2 separate regions of the Zea mays genome follow, and region 2 is linked to region 1. The links are chromatin contacts, called in public Hi-C maps. All regions are on one chromosome and are shown on one strand. Each heading gives the region's core, a stretch centred on a gene start, on an enhancer-like site or on the middle of the called end of the contact. The rest is flanking DNA. Distances are from core to core; before and after follow the strand shown. Region 1 holds the start of LOC100384227 (Protein EXPORTIN 1A). Region 2 holds the start of LOC100384071.

What was found. Hi-C and Micro-C count contacts between places; a contact is called where the count stands out from the background.
Region 2: a Hi-C map of bundle sheath shows a contact between it and region 1, with 2.6 times the contacts expected there. The contact joins the promoter of LOC100384071 here to the promoter of LOC100384227 in region 1. A contact is called at or near these places in 6 of 25 Hi-C or Micro-C datasets (bundle sheath, ear, endosperm and 2 more).

Annotation. Positions count from the first base shown.
Region 1 is chr1:306,786,239-306,790,888 of Zm-B73-REFERENCE-NAM-5.0, forward strand. It overlaps LOC100384227 (Protein EXPORTIN 1A), which reads right to left and starts at 2,548. Exons shown (of 32, transcript NM_001362287.1): 1 at 2,212-2,548; 2 at 1,659-1,775; 3 at 955-1,047; 4 at 773-844; 5 at 499-606; 6 at 317-399; 7 at 48-186. The coding sequence starts at 2,307.
Region 2 is chr1:307,021,928-307,026,577 of Zm-B73-REFERENCE-NAM-5.0, forward strand. It overlaps LOC100384071, which reads right to left and starts at 2,544. Exons shown (of 6, transcript NM_001176671.2): 1 at 2,200-2,544; 2 at 1,623-2,088; 3 at 1,308-1,524; 4 at 1,123-1,213. The coding sequence starts at 2,421. It overlaps LOC100194127, which reads right to left. Exons shown (of 11, transcript NM_001350298.1): 7 at 4,231-4,422; 8 at 4,071-4,157; 9 at 3,667-3,939; 10 at 3,468-3,575; 11 at 2,861-3,386. The coding sequence ends at 3,114.

The DNA.
Region 1 (4,650 bases), core at 1,298-3,797:
AGGCACAGTTGGTATCAGTCACTCACAAAGTTCAATCATCAACATACCAACGGTGACTCAAAGATGAATCCAACAGGGATCCATGATAAGAAAGCATGGAGTGTCGCCAATGTAGCACGGATGAGCTCTGGCCTTTGCGTTGCAGATAGGACATATAAACATAGCTCGTGAATGAGCCGGAACTCACTGAACGAAGACAATAAGATATCAGCTAAAACAGAAGTAACTTTTTTGTTAAAACATAGATTACTGAATAAACTATAAAACAGAACCTCCAACGTAGCCAAGAAAATATAGAAGTTGACAACAAACCCACCTGTTAAGTGACGACTTCAGTTCTTTGATCTTTTGTTGTGTCATTTCACCTCTTGAGAAGTCAAAAATTTCTTCGCTTAGAAGCTGCATGTTATCAAATTGGATACTCATAACCAATCCAGTATGTAAATTAAAGATGCCGACGAAAATGTCAAAATTGAAAATACATAGAAAATAACTTGCCTTCAATATAGCCATGCAATTTTCACATAGAGTTTCACTACTCTTTGCAGCTGCAACAAGATCAGGTATGAAGGATGACCATCTGGCAGGCCACTCATGTTTCAGTACCTATTACGTTGCAAGGAAGCACCATGAGAAATAAATAAATCAAGACACACAGCATCATATCAATGTTGGGAACAAGAACATCAAATTTTTCAGTGCAAGGTTAAAAATGATCTGGTAAACTAGCTGCCAAGGTGAAGAAAAAAGAAAAGCTAAATGCACAGCTTACCTGCACCAAAATAATATTGAGTTTATTGACATAAAGCCTCTCCTGCCGAAAGGTAACTTCATTGCTGGAAAGCTGTCAACAGTACAAAAAGGGCAGTAGCACAAAAACAATTAAATGGATCAGATTTTATTAATTGATAAGTGTAATCAAATGTTAATAAAATGACATATACTAATCCTTGCCTGCACAATAACATCAGATATGTAATTCTTTATGCCATCACGTTGATCGACGGGCAATGCATTCCACCTGTACTTGATAACACTTTCAAGTATCTGCATGAATGTTGGTACAAAATCATCGCATGCTAAATATTAAAACACTCGAACCGCACGTGCAGCAGTTAGCCCACTCAGAAACTATCTTCCATTTACATCATTGATATGATTTTTGCCTCACGTTCCTATGCTAGAGAAGTAGAGAGTAGAACCTTAGATTGAAAAAAAATAAAGTAGAACCTTAAAAGGCTCTGTATGCGACAATTGCTTAGCCTTATTTCATGGGGTACAGTTATAACTAATCTTGAAGATAAAGAAATTGCACCTTGTAGTGATAAACAGAGAAAGTTATCATGATACAGATAGCCTTGATTATGCAGTTCCATTTGCGGCTGGACATAGTTGCAAACTTGCAATCATATTATGGAAGTAATGGAAACAGGAGTTGACCTTGGTCAGCCATGCATTCTAAGGTAATTATGTGAGTCTGTAGATATGATATTGACTGTACAAGCAAGCCTTTTAAGTTCAAGACTGGGGTGAAAATTGCATGTAGTATTTTAAACCAATCAAACCAGGGCATAAACATAGCATCCATCCTCCCTTTTGAGCACAAGCTACCCCCCCCCCCCATGTATAACAACAGGCAGCAGAGTGGACAAACTTACTTGCAATGCAAAGAACTTGGTGTTGAGGTTCTGGGAATTCTGCAGAATGTGTACAACTTGTAGCCACATGTCTGGGTTGTTTTGTAGGTCACGTAGTATCTGATCAGCGGCGCTCCTCTGGAACGAAAGGCAGCAGATATAGTTATCTGTGTTCAATGCCAAAACCACGAGGCTAGAAAACAAATACACAAAAACTAGCAATGTTAGGCCTCTGGTGACGAGAAAGGACCAGTCAGCTCGGAGTGGGGGAAACCCCGACTATTCACGTTTGCTTTAACATTTAGTCATTCCGAAGGTCTAGATAGGGTAAGTGTGAACGGAGAAGGATAAGGCGGCGGCGGCGCCTCAGAGACGGACTAACATATGGCACGCCAAACCATATCGCCAACAGAAGAAAAAACCCTAAACACTAAAGTATCCTAGTTTAGCAAAACAGGTACCATTCGCATTTAGCAAGCCGAGCTCGGATAGACTCGAAGCTCGAGCAACCGAAGTAAACCCTAAAGTCGGTCGGGGGCAGGTAATCCGCGGATGGTCCGGTGGAAGAGATTACCTCCTCTTTAGATCCGGTGCCGTAGAAGGCAGCGACAGTAGCATCGAGGAGCGTCACGTCTACCGGCTGGCTTAGATCCCTGAGCTTCTCCGCCATGGCGGCAGCGGTTGGAGTGAGCAGGTGAAGGAAGCTTGTGGAGGCAGGGGATCGTGGGGAGCAGGGAAGGCACCGGAGGCGCGAGAAGGCGCAGCCCTAGAAGCAGCGAGCGCGGCGACGCTAGCGGCGGCGGCGGCGGGCCGGATTCTTACCGGAAGAGGGAGTCGGGGGAGAAGAAAGAAGGCGGATTTTAATTTTTGGTTTTGGGGGGTTTAAGAGAGAGAGGGGCAGAGCTGGGTTGGGACGCGGGGAGTTGCTGCAAAACTACGCCAACGTATGGTATCGGTATGGACGGTTGAGCGCCGAATGCACGCAGCTCCACCGTTACTTTAAATTTTACGTATAGGTCCCTGCTGCATCAAGATTGTATAAGACAGTGGGTGTTTGGTTAGACGGACTAAAGATTATTATCTAGTTTTTAGTCCCATTTAGTTCTTTTTTTTTCTAAACACTAGGACTAAAATATAGAGTAAAATAAATTGTCTTTAGTCCTTCACATATGTGTTAAAAGGGACTAAATCATATTAATTCCACATTTATCCCTCATTTAGTTCAATTGTACTAATAGTAGAAGAATGTTAAAAGACTATTTTAGTCTTATTATGAGTCATTTAGTATATTCTTACTATTTTTAGCCCTAGAACCAAACATGTTAGAGACTAAATTTTAGTCCTCTAACTAAACTTTAGTCCCTAGACTAAAGAAACCAAACATGGCCTAGCTCCCACAAGTAACTCTAAGGCTGTCTCAAGCAACGTCCTATATATCTATATCTATATCTATACTACACTTAAAGCACCAGTTTCAACGATCGTCATGCGTCATTTTTTTACAAATAACCTCTCACAACTATTTCAAATTAATCTGTGGCACACACGAGCTACATGCACGCGGGCCACAACTATGGTACAGGCACGTCATGCCGGCCTGCTAACTGTGTTAGCCCGTCGATCCATTTAATTAAATCAGCGTAACGATGCCCGACACGGGCTAGATGCACGTGGGCCACAACTATGGCACAGGCACGTCATGTCAGTCTGCTAACTGTGTCGGTACAGCCCGTTAGCTCGTCAATCCATTTAATTAAATCAGCGTAGAATGTTAAAAACGGTGCAAGAGGTGGGGTTCGAACTCATGCCCTGATGGAAGAAGGGCGGGAGACACTGTGTGAAACTGTCTAACCAGTAGAACATCACGCTAAGATGTTTTTAATATTGAATATAAATTGTATATAGGTATATATGTTTTTTTGTAAAATAAAAAATAATCGTCTCGAGTCGGGCCAGCACTACGGGTCGAGGCTACAGCCTAAGCACGGCACGACGTTCTTTGCTCTTGCAAGCATTAGGTCGTTTCTGAGACCACATTGACGCAATGGACTACATGGTGTTTGAGGTTGCTGAATTGGATGGAGCAGCAATGATTTGTCACACTAACAGCAAAATGAAATGTTATTTATTGGTTTTAAACGTTAGTAATTGCTATGAAGTAGCGTAATTTATATGGAGCACATTCAGTTTTTATTTATGTCTGACTTTAGCAATCACTCTATATTTTGATCTATCTTTTTTATAAGTTTGACTTCATGAGACTTATTTTATAAACTTGATCTCACAAACTTTCTCTTATTTGGTTTCTGTATGATGGAATTATGTCATTTTATAATATCTGTTTATTCAGTCAATCATTATGAACTCTCTTCTAATCGCTCACTTCATTGGTCGTGTTGTACCAAGACATATTTGCATGGAGTAAACAATAACATCAGTTAGCCAACTCAAAAAATATATTATACAGAGAGCGGAGGCAATCAATAAAAAATCTTGAAATTTTTTTGATGTATAGTTTATGTGGGTATTGTTGTAAGTCGTCGCAACGCACGGGCAACCGACTAGTACATCATCTATATCTGTCATTTACAGTCTACTCTAAAAGATTTCATCATCTAAATCTCCTTCCTCTCCAACAACGTTCTCTAAATCATGTCATCTATACTCAAATACCTATATTGGAGACATTTTTGTTTTTATTTTTTATACATACGTATTTGTCATACTCTTAAATGTACTGTATATATTTTAGTTTTGCTAAATCGGTTATTTAAAGTATTCAAATGGATAGAGTATCGTTTAGAAAAACTATATATATATATATAATCCAGCAGCGTCCTCTGAATTTATAGGACCGTTTAGAGGACGCTGCTGCAGAGCGTAGAGGACCGTTTGATCTTCTATATTTAGGGTAGAGGACCCTTTAGTGGCTCTTGCTGGAGCCAGTCTAAAGGGTCATATACCCTAAATTTAGAGGATAAAGTCGTCCTCTACTCGCTCTAGCAGCGTCATC
Region 2 (4,650 bases), core at 1,294-3,793, 240 kb after region 1:
AACTATACCACATAAATCATCAATAAAAATATGTGGTAGCACTGTAATACCCAAATAGCGCATTTATACAGGAATGCAAGTAGCAAAGAACCTTCCATGAACTGTCAAATGTATTAATTTAAAACAATAGATCTGTCCCTTCTGTACAGGGATTAACAAAGACAAGTGCTTAATCAAACTAACACATGAATTCAGCACAGGCATTCTAATCAGATTTTGATTTCTTTAGTATTTTAAGAGGGGGTTCTAGGGTCTATGGATGGATATATTTCAGATCACTTGCTCACTGGTTTAGAAACCAAATGCAGTCACTTCCCTTCAAGTAAATCATAAACCATCCAGATCACACAAGATCAGCTTCCACTGATTATTTTTCCCATGAACAAGGCCCGATAATAACAACTACTGTTATGCAGAAAGTATATTTGGATATTAAATAAAGGAGTTCAAGCCAATATAATATGGACCATAGCACATCTTTTCAAGTTAAATCTAAACCATCCAGATCACATATAGCGAAGAGCACATGGAAGCTTAAGATGTCAACAATCAACACCAAAAAGATCACTTTCCACTGGCCATCTGCTCGTTAATGCATAAACATGTTCTTACAATAAAACTAGTATTGTGCCGCAAAAGGTAGATCTGGAATAGAGTAGGAAAGAATTTCAGATATATCAGTCCAACCACAATAATATAAAAAACTAGATAGGTTGGTATCAACAGTTTTAATAACGCTTACGCATAAATAAGGTCATTGCTATTTCAAAATTGAAACACATGAAACGATGATTCACAACATGTGGTGCACATGAGCATGTACTTGTTACAATAAAAACAACGAAGTTGCAGCCTACAGTGACAAACCATTGCATTCAACAGGAAACTGTTATCATTTTTGGGTTAAAAATGAACAATTACTGTTACATATATGGGAGATGCAGCAAGTATGAACTCACTAAAACTGCTCGATCAAACAATGCAAGAGTATATGTAAACATGTTTTACTATAGTAGATAGGGAAGGCCAAAAGGCATAACAAGTGCTAACAATGAACCAGCAACTGAAAAGTTCAATGTTCGACATTACAGCAAGTGGTAAGGGTTAAGTAGTTACGGTCACCTTTTTGAAGCCAGCTATAAGAGATAAATCAACCCAGCCCTGACCATCCATCTGCTGCCTCAGGTACACATCTGAGCATAGGTTCTCCTTGCTGTAGATCAAAGATGATGATGATGATCAACAGAAACACAGCCGTGACCAATTGAAGAATTCAGCAGAGAGTAGTAGTAGATCAATGTGGCGACCTGAAGTAGAACTCTATCTGCTTGAGCAGCTTGACACGTTCCTCTTCCGCATCAGGCTCAGGATCAGGCTGAGGTTCAGGTTCAGGCTGGGCTTGAAAGTATGGATAAGCAGGTGGGCCAACCATAGGAGGCGCAAGAGGCAGTCCCCTAAGAGCCTCTGGTGGTGGTGGCCCATAAAAGTATATGGGGGATACAGGAGACATGGGAGATGGCATGTCTGGAGAGATTTGAAAATAAAACAATCAATGGGTGACAAGATATCAATGCAGTAACCTGGACTAAATTTTGTGCAGCAGAGCTACAATAAAGCTTTACCATGGAACATCATTGGTCCAGCATACGGGCGCATGGACGAAACTGGTGGCGGTGGAGGGCCCATGAACGGTGGTGCGACAGTCATGGGCGGTGGCGGCGGCGCACCTCTCATGTAGTGGCCCATGCCCATCGGTGGTGGAGGGCCACGATAGAATGGTGGCTCGTATGCCCCTCTTCGCCTAGCACCAAAGCCTCCGCCGCTGCCGCCACCGGCACCAGAACCGTGATGAGAAGGCCCAGTGGCAGAGGCAGGTGCGCCATTGCCCCTCCTGCCACCTCCGTTATTATGGTTCCTCTGGGCACCCCTGCCCCCGCCACCGCCGGCAGCATGGTCCCAACCAGCGGCAACGTTCCGGTCAGGATGGTCTCGTGGAGAGTGGTCGCCACCACCGCCAATGCGCCTGGCGGACTTGTGGCGGCCGTGATGGGCGCCGTGCTTTTGCGAACTGGAGGAGTTGGCAACGGCCTAGAGATGGAAATCGAATCGAATAGAATGGGGGCATCCATAACATGATCGAGTATATGATCGAATAATTAAGTGTATCCGTAATAGTAACAAGAGTAGAAGAGATCTGACCGATGGTGCGGCTACGGGCGCAGGTGATGGAGCCGAGGAGTCCGGGAGCTTGTTGCCCTTGGCGGCGTCGGAGAGCGCGGGCCAGTTGTTGGCGTCCATGACGGCGGTGTCGTTGGGGGCGGGGTGCTTCCAGGCGGAGCGCTTGGCCGGGGAGGCGGAGGGAGAAGGAGACGGAGACGGGGAGTGGGGATCAGACGAGGAGGAGGCGGCGGGCGGCTCCATAGCTGGCTAGGGTTTGGCTCCTAGGATAGGATGGATCGCTGCTCCTGCTCCTGCTCCGTTGGGCGGCGGCGATCCGAGCCGAGGGACGCGGGATGCCGTTACCGGATGGGAATGGGAATGGGAATGGGATGCGGCGGCGCCTCTCTATTCCTAGTACCACTTCCTAGTGACGAGACGAGACGATTCCTGCGCTGCCTACTGGACCATCCCAGCCCAGCCCACTCAGGTAACGGGCCCAAGCAGGTGACCGTGAAGGGCGTCCTCCTCAGCGACAAGAAGCAAGACCACCCCAAGGTCTCCAGCAACTACTTGCTCATCATATCTTCTATCCAATCTCCTATTTCAAACTTCAGATCGACCACATGCACCAGCGGTCTAAAGATAGATAGATAAATAGATGTATGTCATTAGGAAACAATGATATTGTTTTGTGTTTGTTGCCAACCAATACGTGTATACATACATTTCTCATATGGACAGATCGACCACATGCACCAGCGGTCTAAAGATAGATAGATAAATAGATGTATGTCATTAGGAAACAATGATATTGTTTTGTGTTTGTTGCCAACCAATACGTGTATACATACATTTCTCATATGGACAGGGCATACAAACCAAACCAAACCAAACCAAAGAACTCACTAAACACCTACGACACTCACTCACTCGATTAGATAGAAGCTCAAAAATCACTTTGCACCAGTGGCAGCAGAATGCACACTTGACCACCATGACCTCCAGTTTCCAAGCCTCCTCGCGTTCTTCCTCACGTCTAGACGAAGCAGCAAGTAGAGAAGAATCCGATATCCGAGCGCCATCAGTAGCAGAACCAGGAGGTTCACCCACTTCGCGTTTGGGGAAGACGAAATGTCGTACGAGCCTCGAACGGCTTGGACACCAGGTATGGTCCTGATCTGTCCAACAGCAAACGATGTGCCCACGTACTCGTTCTCCACCAAGCCCTGTCAAGTTATATATATATGTGTGTGTAAGATGTAACTAACCAGCAGCTTGCATAATGCATAGTAAGTATGGTAGCTTACCTGCACAGCGTATGTGTGGAACGAGATGAAGGACAGCGGGTAGGTCCACACAGGATAAGGCAAGTTTTCTCGTATTCGGAGATACCCAGCCACAAGCATCATGATAACCTGAAACCATGATGCACTTGTATATTCAAAGCCAGCCAGACTCAATCTCTGCGTGCCCAAAGAACACAAAGGGAAAGAAAAACCTACGTACGTGTAGGAAAACGAGAGTTAAGGTGCACTTGTATGTCTCGAGCCAGATGTACGAGATAACCATCATAAGCGCTTCATTTGCCAGCAGGCATACAAAGATGGTGGTCACAAAGTACATCAGGGAGCTGAACTCGTTCCTCAGCCCTATCAGGAAGTAGAAAACCAGCGACGACAGGATGGAGACCAGGAATAGGAAAGGAATGCTTGATAGCAAGTTCCCTAACAGGAACACCATTGTCCCTGAATGCCGATTAGCTTCTTCGTGGGAATAAATCTGCATAGGACAAATAAGCAAAAGAAAAATAATAATAATAATCATCCTAGCATAGACAGCAAGTTTGATTTCATGAGACTTTTAGCTACTTGCAGCATATTTCCATCCTAGGACTTAAATAGGGTATTTACCTTGACCTCATCGATCTGAGCGGGTACTCCAGAAGCACTTAGAAGGATGACAAACGATACAAATGCAAATATCGCAGAAATCCTCACCTGTGGAAACCAAAATGGCCAAATTATAAATCCAATTCGATGAATCAAAACATAACAATGTAACCACACTGACCATTACAGATGATAGTGAATGGCCAATATCGGTAAATATCGTGCCAATTGACACAGCAATAAGCATATACAAGACAAGCCTGATCCAGAAGTACTTCCAATCTCTTGACATAATTAGCAACGATCTCCAGGTCAGAACCACGATTCTTGCTGCATCACTGGCCCTGCCTTTACCTTTTAAGCAAGGACCTTCCTGCAGCGAATCACGTAGAGAAGAAAACAAGATGTCACAGCTCACAATTAGCAAATGTTGTTTATTAAACTATTCTGCATTAGACATAATTAGATGCATGGTTGGGATTACACTACGCCACACCAAATGTCACGGTCGCTGTCCCTGTCTGAATTTGAACCAACATCTTGGAACACGCAACGTTTCAAGATTCATCATGCCAGCCACTCGATTAAAGCCATTCTTTAT